2 separate regions of the Triticum aestivum genome follow, and region 1 is linked to region 2. A link is a contact called in public Hi-C data. All regions are on one chromosome and are shown on one strand. The core of a region is the stretch at or near the end of the contact, and the rest is flanking DNA. Distances in the headings are between cores, read along the strand shown.

Evidence for each region. A called contact is a pair of places that touch in the nucleus more often than the background predicts.
Region 1: a Hi-C map of leaf shows a contact between it and region 2, with 6 times the contacts expected there. The contact joins the promoter of LOC542813 here to the promoter of LOC123139643 in region 2. A contact is called at or near these places in 5 of 5 Hi-C or Micro-C datasets (leaf, root and an unstated tissue).

The regions. Positions count from the first base shown.
Region 1 is chr1B:579,333,884-579,336,583 of IWGSC CS RefSeq v2.1, forward strand. It overlaps LOC542813 (serine/threonine-protein kinase tricornered), which reads left to right and starts at 1,255. Exons shown (of 14, transcript XM_044559417.1): 1 at 1,255-1,496; 2 at 2,138-2,525. The coding sequence starts at 2,314.
Region 2 is chr1B:579,114,000-579,116,952 of IWGSC CS RefSeq v2.1, forward strand. It overlaps LOC123139643 (protein PAT1 homolog 1), which reads right to left and starts at 1,314. Exons shown (of 5, transcript XM_044559389.1): 1 at 1,066-1,314; 2 at 679-851. The coding sequence starts at 1,135.

The sequences.
Region 1 (2,700 bases), core at 5-2,504, 220 kb after region 2:
CCCATCAACCGACCGATTCCAATCACAACATTCGCCGTCTTAAACACGCGCCACGCGGCCCGTGTGAGGTGAAGCCATCACCGCTCATCCCCTTCTTATCCTCATTCGTCTACATCTAGCTTGCAATGCATGCTCATATGCATCTCTCAATCCAAGCTCATGACGAGTAGCACCCCATGGCCGGTGGCCAGTATAGGGGCCTGCGAGTATGCACTAGCGGCTGATTTTGTAGATGTTGGAAGCCGGCCACTCGGGTGTTGTGTGCCGGCCGTGCACGGCCGCCGGGCTGCACCGCCTGCGTCTGCTAGGCACGCCATCGTTGAAGCCTCCCGTCGCTCGTCGTTCCACGCCGCGCCCATTTGGGAGGAGCATCGGCGTCCATGGTTGCCGCCTTCTCGAGCTGAGACGCAAGAACATATCCTACACCGTAATTTCTGTTACAAAAAGTTTCTGCAACATGCCTTTTGTTGCAGAAAAATATAGACATTTCTGCAACGATCTCTATTGCAAAAAAGAACAGTAACATAACCTCTATTGCAAAAAAAGTCTGAAGACATTTCTGCAACATGCCTTTTGTTGCAAAAAAGTTATAAACATTTCTGCAATGTGATCTCCGCTGCAAAAAAAAAACATAACCTTTGTTGCAAGAAAAATCTGAAGACATGCAAAAAAAAAGGCAACATAATCTCTGTTGTAAATATTTCTGCAACAAAACCTACATTCCAAAGGTTTCTGCAACATTACCTTTGTTGCAATGATCGAGGGTGCTGATAGCTGCTTGATGACAACGTGTCTGACAGCTCGCGACTCGGCTGATCTTTTAAAAAAATCAGCCGGCGAAAGCGTAGCAGCGCCCTCAAATAAATAAAGAAGAGAAAACGTGGACACACTGTTTGCCAACGAGATAACCCGCCGAGCCGCCCGAAGGCGGCAGGCGGCGCGTGCCGTACCCGCACAAGCAAATCGAACAAATTAAAAAAAAGGAGGCACTCATCAACGGGGGCGGGACGAGCGGGGTGATGGGCCGACCGACGGCGACGGTGCAGGCCGGGGAGCGAGCCGGGCGAGTCGCGTTGTGCGCGGCAGGTGGGGGACCCCGACCCCGGCGCCGCAGCAGTACAACCAGCACAACCATAGAGAGCAGACTCAAACAGGGTAGAGAAGCCACGCGGAAGTTTCGTTCCGGGGAGTCAAAGCCAAGCCACGCTTCGCTCACACGCACGCACGCACAGCGCAGGCAGCGCTCTTCCTCCCTCCCTCCCTCCCCCATCGGCGCGGCGGGCCTGGCCTTTACTCTCTCCTCCCGCCCTCCCCCTCACACGCTTTGCCTTTGCCCACGAAAAGGACAACCAACCCGGAGCGACGCAGCCAGGCAGGGGTGAAGAGAAGAGAGAAGGAAAAAAAAGGCGTGAGTCCCTCCCTCCTCCCTCCCACTTTTGCTCCAGTCGCCGCCGAGATCCGCCCCGCGCCCGCCCCCGCCGCCGCTCCGCGCCGAGGTGAGCGCCCCGCCCGCCGATCCGCGCCGCCCGGTTAACCCGGCGGTTCCGGATGGCTCTCCCATCCCCGCCTCCCCCCCCCTCTCTCTCTCTCACCCTGGATTGAGTAGTAGCCGTCGCTGCGGTCGGGAGCGGGGGCTTTGGCGCGCTCCCGGCGGCGAATTCGGCGCTCCGCGACGCCGCGCGCGGCCGCGGGCTTGGGAGTGCGGTGGCGTGTGTTTCGGTGGTTTGACGGGGGGTTTTGGCGCCGCTCCTCGTCCGCGATTTCCGTGGGGCCTCGCGCGCGCGCGAGCCGGCAATGCGATTCCCGTGTCGAATTCCGCGAAACTCATCGCCGGAATGCGGCTGTTCGAGGATTTATTTTTTGGTGGGGGGTGGGGGTTTCGGCGGGGAATTGGGATCTTACGTTCCTTTTACTGGTTCGTAACCGGCTTTGTCAGCGGCTGCTGTCGACGGAGGATTCATGCCCAGTGTGGCTTAGTTTCGGGATTTTTGACTGGGTTTAGGTGTCGTGTCCGAGAATATGAGAAACTTGGAAGGATTCTATTGACCGTTCCCTCGCTAGCCCGTGTAAGTCGTGCGATGGATGGCAACTTGTGCGAGCGATTCTGACTGATGGTAATTTTCTATGATTTTTCCAGATAGGCATCATTCCCAGCATCGGGTTCTACGGAGGAGGTGCCGGTGTGGACATCTGATCCATTTGGAGGGTATTGACCGCTTCAGAGCTAGAGCTCCTCTGGCCTGTGGGCGGCTGCTGGATTGGTCAATATAATAGGCTCTCTAGTCTTAGAGATGATGCCATTGTGAGCACAAGATGGATTCCGCGAGAAGTTGGTTCCAGAAGTTCCAGCCGCGGGACAAGTCCAAGAGCCCGGCGGTGCCTGCCAGCCATGGGAAGGATCCCGGGAAGCCCCCGGTCGACGACGCGCCTTCTAGCGCGACCAAGCAGAAGGTCGCCGCGGCAAAACAGTACATTGAGAACCACTACAAGACTCAGATGAAGTCCTTGCAAGATAGGAAAGAGAGGTAGGCTGGCAACTTAAATGTTTGGCGCGCTTTCCCCTGCTTTAGCTGTGGATTTAGGTACCTGACTCCATCTGGTTCAATAAATCCTACCATGCCGCGGAGTAGGAAAACGACAAGCGCCCTCCTTGTAGCTATTGCCGAGCATGATGCTTAATAACACACATCACATGCCATG
Region 2 (2,953 bases), core at 64-2,563:
TTTCCCAGTACTGAGTTATTATTATAAAAGAATGGTCATAGTTGACAATATATCCTCCATTTTCTAAGAGAACAATTTTGCTCAATCGAGTCGTAACCAGTTAGAAACACACACAAAAATGATTTTCTTAGGTACATTTTGTGGAGATCATAACGCTTAGGGACACAATTTACCACTCCCCCCGTCCGGAAATACTTGTCGGAGAAATGGATGTATCCAGACGTATTTTAGTTCTAGATGCATGTATTTTTATTCTTTTCTCCAACAAGTATTTCCAGACGGAGGGACTATATGTATTCTTATCACATTAAATCAGATGCAACCCCCTCTAAAACTAGAGGGGCAGTTCTCTTGACCTATTTGCATCCAAAGTACACAATTCCTCCTTGCAAGAACAAAAACAAAAGGCAAAAATCGAATGTACTACCGCCGACCAGTACGTCAAAAAACAACAAGCTATCATCCTGCTGCAGAAAAGAGTATCCACTCATGAGTACTCATCCAAGCAGCAACAAACAGAATCAGGACTGTGTGAAACATGCAATGCACATAATTTCACAGCTTTCGAACAGTAGCGAGCACCAACAACACAATCAGGACTTTAGAAAGCATGCGGCAGTGCAGCACAATCGATAGCAACAGCAGGGAATCCGGATACAAAGCCGGTGAGAGCCGCACCTCTTCCCCCACAGGAGACAGCTGGTAAGCCCCATCGTCGTGCCCACCGAAGCCGCCGCCGCCATAGCCGCCGTCCAGGCCCCCGTCATCCGCCAGGCTGCCGCCGAGCTCCAGCCCCTCCAGCGGCGCCTTGCCGAAGAAGGAATACTGCCCCGAGTCGAAGCGCGAGTTCTCTGCAGAGGAAGCAAAAAAAAAACATAAATCTCCATTGGTGCCACGCGAGGAGGAGAGAATCTGCCCGGACCGCCCGCGAGGGACGCGAAATTCAGCAGAGGCACGCGAAGATGCGTCGTGCGTGGCACAAATTCGACGATGAGACCAAGCGGATCAAACTCAACTAACTACAGCACACCGGAACATCACTGGGCAGCGGGAGGAACCAGTCACCTGCGGTGGAAGTCGACGAGGAGGAGGCGCCACCGCCGCCACCGCCGGCGTCCGCCCGGAGGCCCCTCATGGCAGGCAGGGGGCGGGCGGCGCTGCTAGGGTTTGGATTCCGGGGGCGGGCACGCGCTTGGGTTTTGGATCTGGGGGAGCTGCGAGGCGGAGAGGGGTACAGCCGAGGGAGGAAAGCTCGCTCAGTAGACGCGCCTTGGCTGCTTTACTTCCCTTCGCTTCTCTCCTGGCCTTGGACTCGACAATAACAAAAAATATAAGCCGAAAATGATAGTTCCAGCATTATTTATATTTATTTTTATTGATAGATAGAGATATTGATATGATATATGGCGTGCTGGTGTGGACAAAGGAACCGCTGGATGGCACCAGAAAAAACTGACGGGGTGATCACAGTGATGAGAGGAGACTTTGGCTTGGCTTGGCGTGTGTGCTACTCCACCTGCCCCTTTTATGGCTCCTTTCTGCGCGTTGATGCGGCGATGTACCTCATGCCACTCGCTTATGATCATTTGCCACGCTAATGGCGCCCTTTCTATTGGTAACAACTGGCGGAGCAGGACGGTACTATTCCATTGGCCCAGGGCTAGGTGTGTAGTATGGTTGTAGAAAAGGTTTTGCTGAGCATATATTCCCAAAGCAAAACTTATAGAGCATGGTCTCACATGCACCAATCATCGTCATCATTTGTGTTGTTGGATCAAAAGCAGGGCCTGTTCGGAAAAGTGGCGACCTTGGATGAACTTTTGCAGAAATTTGGTGCCCTTGCGAATTTGGAATTATTTAGTCGTGTGTACAAGTGAGTTTAAGTTGCTAGGAGAAACTCGAAGGAAGTTGCTCTCGCGCTCTCTGCGCTGAAAATTATGAAAACCACAAAAGACAACGCTCTAGTTGAGTCTCTCTCAGTATCTCCCCGCTTTCTTATCTCGTCATCCACGGTCCCCAGATCTAGTGATAGTGGTACCATCACCATGCCCAACCATCCCTACCATTCGACCATCTCTCTCTCTCCCTCTCTCTCTCTCTCTTTGTGTGTGTGTGTGTGATAGTGGTACCATCAGCCTGAACTTGCCATCGGACACATCAATTCCTTTTAGACCTATAGTATTTTAAAAACCATTTGAAACTGCTGAGCTATGAGGTTCGATCCTCTTGAAATATTGTTTAGCCAAAATAACGTTTTGGCCCGTTTAGCCGCCCGTCGCCGTCATGATGGATCTATCGGAGCCCATCACGAGGTTCGTCGCCATGACGGACCCGAAGGAGTCAAACCACAAGAGCAGCACATGAAGGAGAGGGCGAAGAAGAAGGGCAAACGACCGTTCAAGCCGAAGCTCCTCCTGCACAGCGGATCATCATGTCGGTGCTGCCCTGGCCCGCCCAGTACAAGAAGTCGTACTACTTTGCCGCTAGCAGTACAGTTAGCCCGACACACAACAATCGTTGCAACACTCTGTCGCCTCCTTTAATTCTAGCCATCCTCCGCCATACATCATTGACTTCAACAGCTACTACGTGTTCACCGAGTTGTTGATGCTTGTCCGGTCATGATTTCCGTCCGAGGACCCTCATCTAGCGATATTCCGTCACTGTCTTGTAGAATGCCTTCCCCCCCCCCCCAGATCAACGGCGTCCACCAACAAGGCGATGATAAACATGATCAACAACGGCGACAACCGTGAGGACAGGCAAGTCGATGACAACTACTCACCACAATTGGAGCAAGATACGTTGACGGACACCCAACAACCATATGTGCCCAATGTAGACGCAAATAAGAAGAGGGGTTTGTCGTACTCGAGCAAGGGGATGAATTGTTGTCTTTGGCGTGGTTGGGTACAAGTGTTGATCCTCTTCAAGGCATGGAGCAAAAAAGGCT